Linked DNA regions of Xenopus laevis: region 1 is linked to region 2. The links are chromatin contacts, called in public Hi-C maps. All regions are on one chromosome and are shown on one strand. The core of a region is the stretch at or near the end of the contact, and the rest is flanking DNA. Distances in the headings are between cores, read along the strand shown. Region 1 overlaps kirrel2.S (kin of IRRE-like protein 1). Region 2 has its middle 12 kb from the start of nphs1.S.

The links. A called contact is a pair of places that touch in the nucleus more often than the background predicts.
Region 1: a Hi-C map of animal cap shows a contact between it and region 2, with 3 times the contacts expected there. The contact joins two enhancer-like sites. A contact is called at or near these places in 2 of 4 Hi-C or Micro-C datasets (the XTC cell line and animal cap).

Annotation. Positions count from the first base shown.
Region 1 is chr7S:109,577,990-109,584,564 of Xenopus_laevis_v10.1, forward strand. It overlaps kirrel2.S (kin of IRRE-like protein 1), which reads left to right. Exons shown (of 12, transcript XM_041570658.1): 2 at 4,988-5,137; 3 at 5,285-5,434; 4 at 5,591-5,748; 5 at 5,876-6,026; 6 at 6,171-6,276. Among protein-coding and RNA genes, the nearest start is that of kirrel2.S, 11 kb to the left of the region's middle. Within about 2 kb of position 1,277, at least 5 of the 7 cell types and tissues checked have an H3K27ac peak or open chromatin away from gene starts, as enhancers often do. A contact at or near this core is called in animal cap, where this site is marked.
Region 2 is chr7S:109,532,437-109,538,854 of Xenopus_laevis_v10.1, forward strand. No RefSeq gene overlaps it. Among protein-coding and RNA genes, the nearest start is that of nphs1.S, 12 kb to the left of the region's middle. Within about 2 kb of position 3,780, at least 5 of the 7 cell types and tissues checked have an H3K27ac peak or open chromatin away from gene starts, as enhancers often do. A contact at or near this core is called in animal cap, where this site is marked.

The DNA of each region.
Region 1 (6,575 bases), core at 27-2,526, 43 kb after region 2:
TCATGAAAAGTGCTGAAGAGCTTGCACTCCACTGCAGCTCAGTGGGCTGGCAGATCGTTGGGTCACCGACTAAACGCTTTGGGGGGTTAAGCTGAGAGGTGAACTGGAGATAATGGATTTAGGAAGTTTGCAGCCAGGGACGGGCAAGTCTGTACTTACTGCACGATTAGGGACAGATCTACCAAGCAGGGACCCATTTTGGGAGAAGAGCAGTGTTGTCAGAAGAGCTAGCTATTAGGCACATAAAAGGGATAGGTTGATGGAATATTGGGACAGACAGAGGTGCAGTTGGGGGGGTATCAGTATGGGGTGAAGCATTTCGGGAAGATAATGTGAGCCCCCCCATTATTTTCAGTCTATCCTTCCGGCTACAGGGGGTCCCTGAGTATTGAGGGCCCACTAGAGGTTTTGAGCAATGCACATAATACTGCTCACATTTACTGGGGAGTCATATACAGCAGTGCATCATGGGGCAAAGTAAGACCTTGCTCACAAATGACCATCATCATCAGACCTGTAGTGCACTCCCTGCCAGCACCTCCTAAGGGCAGAGACACGTGGAAATTTGGGGAGATTACTTACCCGGCTACGAAACGCCTCTTCTTCGGGCGACTAATCTCCCCAAACTGCCTTCCTGCCGGCTAGAATCTAAATTGCCAGCGGGATGGCACTCGGAGGGCTTCGTTTTCCAAAGTCGCCCGAAGTTTCCTCGTGAGGGCATAGACACACGTGGAGGTTCGGGCGGACAAATCGCCTCTTCTTCGGGCGACTAATCTCCCCGAACTGCCTTCCTGCCGGCTAGAATCTAAATCACCAACTTTGGATGACTTCGGAAAACGGATTGCTCCGAGTGCCATCCGGATAGATTGTAGCCGGCGGAAAGGCATTGCCGGGAGATTAGTCGCCCGAAGAAGAGGCGATCTGAGAGGCGACTACATTTCCCCAAATCTCCTCGTATGCCGTAAGTAGGCATTTTTCCCCTTGTGTTTTTAAAACAACTGTTTGCTTTTCCCTCCAGCCCTCCGTGGGCTTTTTCTTTTCAGTCTATAAGATTAGGGCCCCTCGTTACCTCTCCGTATAAGACCCCCCCTCCCTCACTGCTTATTCTCCCCCATGGAGTTTCGCGCTGTCAGTTTACACAAAGGCACAGAAATCATGAAAGGGGGGAAAGTGGATTAACTGCAGAAAACCAGCTTTTAAAAATCAGTTAAAGCCACTCAGGGGACAGGAAGGGACTTAACAGGCAGCCAGTGACACAATGGGGGAGAGACTCGCACAAAGGGCCCCGGAGCCGCACAAAGGCACATTCTTTCCATAGATGATACATGAGCTGCTGCAACATTAATCACATGGGGACATATGGTTTTTGATGACCCTTTAGATTTCCATGTTATTCCCCAAACTTTCCCTTATTATCCTGAAACTGTCAGATATTAGGGGCAGGCGGCAAGTTTCTTCCTTTCTGGTTTCCACTCGGGCACCGGGGGATCTGCACTTTATTTATAAACGTCTCTAATGTGAGCGCAATAATGATCATATAATAATGATCAGGAGGCCTGGATACTGTGGGTACAAATCATTGCCGGCACCACATGGCAACATATTGCATCACTAGGGCTATATTTTGTACACAGTCGTGTCACTCCAGGTCAGTGTGTAGCAATGTCAGCACCCATCTGTCAGCAGGATAACTTACCCTTTATTCACATTAACAGCACTTGCAGCGGAGGATGCCTAGTGATCAATATAACAGGGAAGAGATAAGAAAGCTTGGCTGGGGAAGAGCAACGTATGAGAGATAAAGTTCTAATGGAATATGAAATGTGGCAGCGCAAATAGGAGCAGAATCCTTGGCTCACACTAAATCACTGGAAATTTGCCGGAAGGGGATAATAATTTAAACTGTCTAATAAATTGGGCAAATTTTGGATTATGATGGCCTGTCACATGGTTTGGTTGAGCCCACGTTTTCTTACGCGCCACCTTTTTCAATCCCGGACACAAAGGCCGTTCCCTTTAACAGATTGTGCAAACACCATTATGCAAATGCAGCTTCAAAAAGAGAAATTAAATCATTCAATGACTCCCTGCGCCTGCACCACAATACCTGCACCACAATACCTGCGCCCACAATACCTGCGCCCACAATACCTGCACCCACAATACCTGCGCCCACAATACCTGCGCCCACAATACCTGCGCCCACAATACCTACGCCCACAATACCTACACCCACAATACCTGCACCCACAATACCTGCACCCACAATACCTGCACCCACAATACCTGCGCCCACAATACCTGCGCCCACAATACCTGCGCCCACAATACCTACACCCACAATACCTACACCCACAATACCTGCACCCACAATACCTGCACCCACAATACCTGCACCCACAATATCTGTACCCACAATACCTGCACCCACAATACCTGCACCCACAATACCTGCACCCACAATATCTGTACCCACAATACCTGCACCCACAATACCTGCACCCACAATAACTGCACCCACAATATCTGCACCCACAATACCTGCACCCACAATATCTGCGCCCACAATACCTGCGCCCAAAATACCTGCACCCACAATACCTGCACCTCAATATCTGCACCCACAATACCTGCACCCACAATACCAGCTCTAGTTTCACACTGCCCGTTTATTTGGGGGCCTCCCGAAAACACAAGGCAGTGTAGCAGAAGTCACCCTGGAATACTTCTTTACAGATCTGATGCTACATTGTTTCAGGAGTCAGAACCAGCAGAACATAAACAACCAGACAATTGAAGCTTAATAGCAATTTCATTCTCACATGTCTGTTACACTGACTGTATATTGGGAAGTTACATTTCCCTTCATTTCTCAACATTGTATTTGTGGGTTTCAATTCTTGTAGAAACTGTCAGCTCTCAGACCTTTATGGCAGAGCATAAATACCCCCAAACCTTGACTAAATCCAACGACCTTTATTATGTACCTGTGCAGCAGCCGAAACTGTATCCCAGACATTTCATTGTTTTCCCTTTCCCCTCAGTCTCCAGATTTTCCTCTAATTGTAAGTTTCCTGGTTCCTGTCACCTGACTGCTAACGGCTGCTCAATGGCTCAGCAAACAGAGATCAGAGGGCCAGTAAATTGCCCCCTCTCTCCTCATCCACATACAATACATTAGATACAGTTCAAAGGAAAAATAAACTCACCCCCCATTGAGTTAATTGGAGTCCTATTTGGACCCATTGCCTTGACTTTACCTTGGGGTCCTGTTTGGTCTCAATGCAGATATATTATATAGATGTCCTGCTTCAACCTACGGCAGTGATTTTTGTATTGGGGTCTTGTTTGGTTTCATTATAGATATATTTAGGGGTCCTGCCTGAACCCTTTGCAGAGATATAATCTAGGGGTCCTGCTTGAACCAATTGCAATGACTTTATCTTGGGGTCTTGTTTGCCCTCATTGTAGAGATACTTAGGGGTCCTCTTTGAACCCTTTGCAGTGATATTATCTTGGGGTCCTGCTTGGTCTCAATGTAAAGATATTATCCTGGGGTCCTGCTTGGTCTTATTGCAGAGATAAAATCAAGGGGTTCTGCTTGAACCCATTGCCTTGAGTTTATCTTGGGCTCCTGTTTGGTCTCAATGCAGATATATTATCTCGGGGGTTCTTCAATCTATTGCAGTGATTTTTATCTTGGGGTCTTGTTTGGCCTCATTGTAGAAATATTTAGGGGTCCTGCTTGAACGCTTTGCAGTGATATCTTGGGGGTCGTGCTTGGTCTCAATGCAGATATATTATCTAAGGGTCCTGCTTCAACTCATTGCAGTGATTTTTATCTTGTGTACTTGTTTGGTCTCATTGTAGAGATATGTAGGGGTTCTGCTTGTTTCCTTTGCAGTAATATTATCTTGGGGGTCCTGTTTGGTCTCAATGCAGAGATATTATCTAGGGGTCCTGCTTGAACCCATTGCAGAGAGTTTATCTTGAGGTCCAATTTGATTTCAGTGTAGAGATATTATAGAGGGGTCCTGCTTGAACCCGTTGTAATGATTTGATCTCGGGGGCCTGTTTGGTCTCAATGTAGAGATATTATTTAGGGGTCCTGCTTGAACCCATTGCAGTGATTTTATCTTGGACTTTTTTTTAACTTGTTTGTACCTATTGCAGTGGGTTCCTTTTTTTACCCCATTGCAGTAGTTTCATCTTGGGGGTTCCTGTTTGACCCCACTGCAGTCATTTTATCCATACGGCTTTTGCCCACAGTAAGTTAATTTGCCCAAAGGAGATATTGACATCAGCCATCGCCCTCTAAGCCTGGGGCTGACAAGAGAGGCAAGGCCCACATTTGGGTGCAACTAACATGGGGGTTGTTACTGTACTACCCTGACTTTGTGTCACTGAGTCTATTTACAATTTATCCATTGATAATGATGCATAAATATGTTTCTAGCGTGCATTAAATATGGAGTCTTTATTCCACACCGTCCACAGAAAATCCATAATCCCCTAAATCCGTGTGATGGGAGCAGATAAGAGCGCAGCATTAACGTAATTATGGTATAGCGGAGTAGCCGATGGATTAGCAGAGGGCAATATTTCTGGCATTATGCATTAAGCAGCTGCCCAGTGATGGGAGAACCCCCATGTTTGACTCCCAAGTGTCTCCTTGTCATCTTCACCCACTGACCTCCATGTGCCTCAAGTGTAAGAAATTTGATTGTAAGCTCTGTAGGGCAGATTAGTGCATTATAAGACTTCACAGAAACATGGTTATGGTGAGAGCCTAATTTGCCCTTCCTTCTAGCTCATGCCCAACCTGAGAGTGGCTTAAAGGTGTACTTTTTGGTGATTGGTGGCACTTTCTAGGGTATATTGTGCAACACTAGGTGGCACTAGTTTCCTAGTGATCATATCCCACTTGACTAGAGACCTGCAGTCACCACTTGGAGCCAAGCTCAACATGCCCCTTCTCTTTTGACAGGTTTTGGAGCCCATTTCTCTCAACAACCCTCGGACAAGGTAATCGTAGCCGGCAAATCTGTCACTCTTCCTTGTGTAGTGATTGGCTACAGAGGTGTGGTCCAATGGACAATGGACGGGCTGGCACTGGGAGCAGAAAGAGACCTTCCAGGTTAGTGGAGCAATGTCTTAAGGAAAAGGAATGACCATTGTGGCATTAGTTGTGTCTTTGTGATTGGAAATGCATATTGTGACATCAGTTTGGCTCAGTGCTAAAGTATGAAATGTATAATTGAGCTTATTTGGTGTTATTTTGTAGGGTGGTCCCGTTATTCTGTGGTGGGAGAGCCATCTTTAGGAGAACACAACCTGCACATTGAAGGTGTTGAGCTTAGTGATGATGCCATCTACGAGTGCCAAGCAACACAGGCAGCACTGAGGTCACAGCGGGCTCGTCTCACGGTGCTACGTAAGTACCAGTCCCTGGGTCAACCCAGCCATTATTTCTTTCTTCCTCTCTGGGACCTGTAGAGGTCATCTTCTCTCACAAGCCACCCTACCGCTTCTCCCTCTCTGTATCAGGAGTATGTAGTAGCAAAACCAGTTGACCCAATCTCTTCTACAGTTCCCCCAGGAGATCCAATGATACCAGGCTCCCCAGTGGCCAATGTCCTGCTTGATGTACCCTACAACCTCACCTGTCTCGCTCCCATTGCTAAACCAGCAGCAGAGATTACTTGGTTCCGTGATGGCAAGAAGCTGGATTCAGCCATCTACACCAAGGTGAGGTCCCTGATCATCTATTTTTTTGTTTATAATTTGCCACATACTGGTTGGTGCTGTTTCCTTTCAACAGTAGGCATAGCTTTCCATTCCCAGCCGTGTCTTATTCCTAATCTCTCTACTGTAGGAGCTGCTATCTGATGGCAAGAGTGAGGGTTCGGCGAGCAGTCTGTTAATCACCCCGAGTCTGGCGGATACCGGATCCAGTTACACCTGCCATGTGAGGAATGAGGCCCTGCCGGAGGGAAGAGAGAAATCTGTGACTCTGAGTGTGCAGTGTGAGTGTCCCCCACTTTGGCTAAACTATGACCTACCACATACTGAAGCCATTCAATGCCAAAATGATATTCCATGATAAATGACTTTCTGTTAGTTTCACCCCAAGATTCATCTAATCCTAATCTCTCTCTTAACTCCCTCAGATCCCCCCAAAGTAACCTTGTCGGTAGAACCCCCTACTATCACCGAGGGCGGCTCCGTCACATTCCTGTGCAGTGCTGTTTCCAACCCGGAAGTGAGTAGGTACAGGTAAGAATTAAGGGTTTATCTGGAAACACTGGGCATAAGGCACCTGTCTAGCCTCTTGCATTTAGTTATGTAGAGATATTCTTTAGGGGGTCCTGCTTGAACCCATTGCAGTGATTTTATCTTGGAGTCTTCTGACCCCATTGCACCAATTTTTTTCCTGGGGTCCCTTTTTTTACCCCATTTTAGCCTCTTGCATTTAGTTATATGGTTGCAATAGCTCTTTATGGCCACTAGGGCCACTTCTTTGGAGCCTTTTCAGCAGAGGCAATTTGCTATATGGCAGCCTCCACCATCCCATA
Region 2 (6,418 bases), core at 2,530-5,029:
GGCATTTTGTTTTTATCTCATTTGAATAAGGTGCTGTACGTCAACTTCTCTTCAGTATTGGAATGGACTGTGGCCATTATTTGTACGTGCACCAGATATTCCTGATCAAAGGGTTATTGGTGCTGCTACTGCCAATTTTGTATGTCTTCTCTACCACCTCCATCCCTGTTGCTTCTCCTTCTCCAATGATGTAACTACAGAAAAAGCAGATATCTTGCAACTGCAGGGGCCACTTGGACACTTTTGTTTTATTAAAAAGTTCTTATTCCTTAAATCTAGAGATGATCTTGCTGTCACTGAACTCTTATTTTAGTTACCCCACTGGCCTCTTCCCCGCTCTCTCCCCTATCTATTGGTCATCTCTGTGCCCCCATTCTTTCCTCCATGTCCTCACCACCTTCTTCAGCTCAGTGACTTCTCTGCTTCCCCCACACTCAACCCGTTAGCATCAACTGATGATTCTCTGAGAAGAAGCACAATTATTTAGAAATGGCCACATTGTGAGTTCTTTCATGAATTGGTGGAGTGAGTGTGGGCCATGATGTAGGAAGGGTCGGGCAGGAAAGTGTCAGTTTGCCATTGAGCAGAATCCCAAAGATTCAGAATGCAGACATCACCATTCTGACAGTTCCTAACCCACTGCTATAACTCATGGCCAATATCTTACTTGGAAATAACGATGTGCTCAGGGATAATCAATATTCCCAAAGGCATGTCACAGTAATGAAGCTGATTCATGTTCCTTTGTGAGAGCTGCTGACACACGGAATACTGGGACACTGCGGGTCTGTACAGTCTGAGTTTCTAGCTTGGAAGTCTATAACCAGCAGGGGGCGATACAGCATAAAAACCTAAACGTCACTGAATGTGGTCAGTCAATAAGATACAATTGTATCTGTTCTGAAATGATCTGACCATCTTTCATCATCATCATCATCATCACTTACTTATACAGCACCAGAAAGTTACCCAGACCTTTATATTCATTTGACAATGAATAGAATAGATACAATGAATAGATACAGAATAGAAATGGGATCACAGGACCCAGCTCACAGGAGCTTCCAATCTAACCTGTAATATTTAAGGACCCCCTGATAAAAATAAATCACCACTAAATTTAAAGAAACTCTACTGTATTAGGGCTCCATCTTTTCATTTCGTGTGCAGAGGGGCAATTAAAATGAAAGTCAAAAGTCCCAACACCGAGCAATGGCCGATCATTATGGAAGGCAATTTCCCTTACCTGTGCTTTTTAGGGCCCAGGTACTTAGTATCCCACAGCTGCCACCAACATCTCAGGCAAGGGATTACGTTTCTGGGCACAATGGGTGAGTTAAGTGGCCGCTGTGATACTAGCCAAAGAGACTAACAAATGGTGGAGTTTGTGTTTCTTGCTCAGATTTCTGTGTCAATATAATGAATTGATTTTTATCTGCTCAATATTTAATTTGTTGGTATCAGGTTCCTGTGTCCAAGTCAGGACCTCGCCTTTTATTTGTATCTCCCCAATCCAGTCTGTAGAAAGACTTATTATCCTTTCACTGCTCATAGTGGAACTAGTGAAGAGGCTTATTTGCCAATAAAGTTCATGGTCACATTCTCCAACAGTGTATTAAGTGGGTAGAAAAGCTGCTTGTCGTTTGCTTTAATGGAAACCACATTGAACTACAATTCCCAGCAGCCCCAGGCAGCCGTTTATTATTCTTCAATGCCCAGTCAGGGCTTAGCTATTATTAACTGGTTATTTCGGAGGAGTTAACTTGACTGTCAGAGCTGAGAATGTGACACCTGGTTACAAATACCTTCACCCTGACCCCTCTCACTTTTAATTAATTTACTGACCTCTGAAACCAATGGGATTTTCTTTAACAAGATTAGAGGATTAAGATCAACTCCTCCTCCATGTTGTCCCTCTGCTGCTCTGAAAACCCCTCCGTGGGGATCCTGCTCTCACCAAGGGTGGGAAGATGCCTCCCAAGATAACTGGATGAGATGTCACCATTAGACTAAATGTCTCTCACACCCGACCAAATTGGATTTATTGGTCCAGTTACAAAATAAGAGGGAGAGGAAAGAAAGAAAGAAAGAAAGAAAGAAAGAAAGAAAGAAAGAAAGAAAGAAAGAAAGAAAGAAAGAAAGAAAGAAAGAAAGAAAGAAATAGAGAAAAAAAGAAATACAGAGGTAGAAAACAAAAGAAGGAGAAAGAAAGAAAGAAGCACAAGGGCAAGAAAATGAAACAGAGAAAGAAAGAAAGAAAGATATAAAGATATAAAGCAAGAAAAAGAGAAAAAGAGAAAAAAGAAATAAATAGAAAGAGAACGAGGGCAAGAAAATGAAAGAAAGAAAGAAAGAATCAGAAAAAAAATAATCAAAAAGAAAGAGAGAGAAAAAAGAAAGAAAGCAAAAGAAAGAAAGACAAATACAGTAGCAAGAAAAGAAAAGAAAGCAAGAAAAAGAGAGAAAGAGAAAAAAGAAATAGAGAGAAACAAAACAAAAGAAGGAGAAAAAAAGAAAGAAAGAAAGAAAAAAAGAAAGAAAGAAAGAAAGAAAGAAAGAAAAAGAAAGAAAGAAAGAGAGAAAGAGAAAAAAGAAATAAATAGCAAGAGAAAAAAGAAATACAGAGAAAGAAAACAAAAGAAGGAGAAAGAAAGAAGCACGAGGGCAAGAAAATGAAACAGAGAAAGAAAGAAAGAATCAGAAAAAAAATAATCAAAAAGAAAGAGAGAGAAAAAAAGAAAAAGAAAGAGAAAGAAAGAAAGAAAGAAAGAAAGAAAGAAAGAAAGAAAGAAAGAAAGAAAGAAAGAAACGGAAAAAAAATAATCAAAAAGAAAGAGAGAGAAAAAAGAAAGAAACAAGAAAAAGAAAGAGAGAGAGAAGTAAAGAACTAAAGTATAAAGGAAAGAAAGAAAGAAAGAAAGAAAGAAAGAAAACAAAAGAAAGACAAATACAGTAGCAAGAAAAGAAAAGAAAGCAAGAAAAAGAGAGAAAGAGAAAAAAGAAATAGAGAGAAACAAAACAAAACAAGGTGAAAGAAAGAAAGAAAGAAAGAAAAAAAGAAAGAAAGAAAGAAACATTCAGAATGATAGTGTGCGCTGTATCACTGTACAGTTAACAGTAAACACCATATAAACTGTAAGAAGCAACCAATCAAATGTCTGCTTGTATATTCTAACTCCAGATGAGCTGGTGTCAAACTATAACTCTCAGCATCTCATCCACAGCTAAGTGAGTTGTACTTTGTAACACTGTTGGACTTCAGTATTAGTATTAACTACATCAGATCAGATGGGGCAAAATACACCATCTGTTGTGCTTTACTCTGTGTGATTACATTTCATACCATTTTGGAGAAGCAACATGGCAGCTCCTCATACAGTACAGCTAATGTGCAGAACAGGTCCATTTACATTTCTTTCTAATTTTAAGTACAATTATTTTCTCTCTTTGACTAAATGTTCCTGCAATTGCCCCCCTTTTTTAACTATATAAACAAGGCCTTGCCAGTGCACAATACACAGAGGAGCTGACAATCTGCTGCACATGTAGCGCTTATTGAACAGGTTAATTATTAATGAGGGGCCAGACCTTATTAGCCCCCATTAAGATATAGGTACAAAGTGTCCTTCGATCTGCTCCACTCAGCATGGGAAAGAAGAGGAGCGTGAGCCCAGAGGGCGAGGATGGCAGGAGACAGATTGTCCCTCCTACACACCGTACATTCATTAGACTCAGCAGCTCCCTAATGAGTGTCCCTGTGACCCCCGACCCCGCACAGTCGGAGCAAATCAGCAGTGATCTGATGTTAATTAAAAGCTCTCACCAGGGAAACAAACGCTGATCTGCACAGAGACAGGTAAATGCCTTCCTCCTCCTCCTCCTCCTCCTCCTCCACTTCTACTACATAATGTGGCCCTAATGCATTGCCTGACTACGGGGCCCAACTCACTGCATGCAAAGTTATGTGTAATAAATCCTCTGCACTACTGCCACTGACTCCTGAAACAAAGTAGCAGAAACCAGCTGTTTAACCTGCCTGGAACATAAGTGACTTCTGCTCCATTGTTTTGAGAGTCAGAACCAGAGAACAGAAAAGGGTAAACAAAAAGGCCTTTCAATTGCAAAATTGCTTCCACTCCCCCTCCCATTTCAGTGTGTTATTCCAAGCCGTTCCGCCTTGCTTATTCCTAGTTATGCTTTTCACTTGCAGGTGACTATGGTTCAGACTTCGGGAAGCCCACGGAGCTCTTGTGTTGTGCCCCCAGCAGGAACAGCCTGACAGCAGCAGGACTCCACAGAATCCCCACAGAAAGGCTTCTGGCCCCTGTATGTTTGCCGGTTCCTCTGCCTCTGCAGGGGGTTTATGGGAAGGATTTTGTGTGCGTCGTAGGGTTAATTGCACCGGCCCAGAATCCCCTGCAGAGCTGCATTGTGTCGTTTTCTGTGATCACTACGGCTTGTGCTTACGTGCAACAATATGTTCCAAGTGTTTGCATAAAATCACATGTATAATCACATATTCATGCACTCAATATAACGGTAGGGGCACACTGGGCGATTCAGGGAGATTTAGTCGCCTGGCGACCAATCACCTCGTCTTTGCGGCGACCAATCACCTCGTCCTGCACTAAAGCACATGTGGCGCTTCGTTTTCCGAAGTCGCCCAGTGTGCCCCTACTCTAAAGAGCAAGAATGTTCAGTAACCCCGGTGAGCCAAGACTTACCTATTTAAAGGTCCCCATACATGGAGAGATCCGCTCGTTTGGCGATGTCGCCAAACGAGCGGATCTCCCTCCGATATGCCCACCTTGAGGTGGGCAATATCGGGCTGATCCGATTGTGGGCCCTAGGGCCCAACGATCGGATCCTAGCGTTCGCAAACGGGCGGTCGGATCGCGGGACCGCATCAACGAACAGATGCTGCCGCGATCCGACGGGATTTTTAATCCCATCCGTCGGGGGCCCCCAGACACGGGCCAATAAGCTGCCGACTCGGTCTGTCTGCAGCTTTTATCGGCCCGTGTATGGCCACCTTAAGGCTTATTCAAATCTATTCATATTCAGGGTAAATGTGTCCTTTAATTATGTGCTGGTACCACTGAATCAGACTTGCAGGCTCAGTAGATACAGTGGGCGTTACCAAGCCAGGGAGACATCAATCAGATCAGTGTCAGTTAAGGGTTAAATGTAAAGCAGATCAGTACCAGCTAAAGGTTAAGGGATTCACTGGCGGGATTATGGCCCCTCTGGGTATTTTAAAGGCTTCACTAGCGGGATAATAACCCCTCAGCGGATCTTAAAGGATTCACTGAAGAGATTACAGCCCATCCTGAGACACAACTGGACTTGGACGGGAAATCATTTTTCTTTCCAGATCTGCTTGTCTGCTATGTATGTAGAAACACAGAGCACCACAGGAATGAAGTCAAAAGTATTAATAAGAATCCAAAAATGTATTGATCCATTGTTTGCTCCTCCATATTGGTAGGTCTACCTTATTGCTTGGTCTTCCATATTGGTAGGTCTGTCATATTGCTTAATCTGGCATATTGGTAGGTTTGTCATATTTCTTGATCTGCCATATTGGTAGGTCTACCACTATTGCTTGGCCTTCCATATTGGTAGGTCTATCCTATTCCTTGGTCTTCCATATTAGTAGCTCTACCCTATTGCTTGGTCTTCCATATTGGTACATCTATCCCTATTGCTTGGTCTTCCATATTGGTAGGTCTATCCTATTCCTTGGTCTTCCATATTAGTAGCTCTACCCTATTGCTTGGTCTTCCATATTAGTAGCTTTACCCTATTGCTTGGTCTGCCATATTGGTACATCTACCGCTATTGCTTGGTCTTCCATATTGATAGGTCTATCCTATTCCTTGGTCTTCCATATTAGTAGCTCTACCCTATTCCTTGGTCTTCCATATTAGTAGCTCTACCCTACTGCTTGGTCTTCCATATTAGCAGCTTTACCCTATTGCTTGGTCTGCCATATTGGTACATCTACCCCTATGGCTTGGTCTTCCATATTGGTACATCTACCCCTATGGCTTGGTCTTCCATATTGGTAGGTCTACCCTATTGTTTGCTCTGTCAAATTGGTAGGTCTTCCCTATTGCTTGGTCTGCCATATTGGTTGGCGTACCATAAGGCCTGCCCTGTTGTCACTGTTCTGCTGAGAAGGACCCTTTTCTTATGAGTTTGGGGCGTATTGTCTTTTTTAACCCCCTTTTTGCTCTACAATGACCTCAACTGCTGATGTCCATTAAAAGAAAAAAGAATGGGCAACATGTGGAAATAATGTGGCAATGCCGTTTTAAAAAATAGGTTGGAATTCTACTTATGTAGTAACCCTAATACGGTCACGTGATTATTGCTGACTATTGGGTATGCGCCTTTAAGAATAAATAAGAATAAA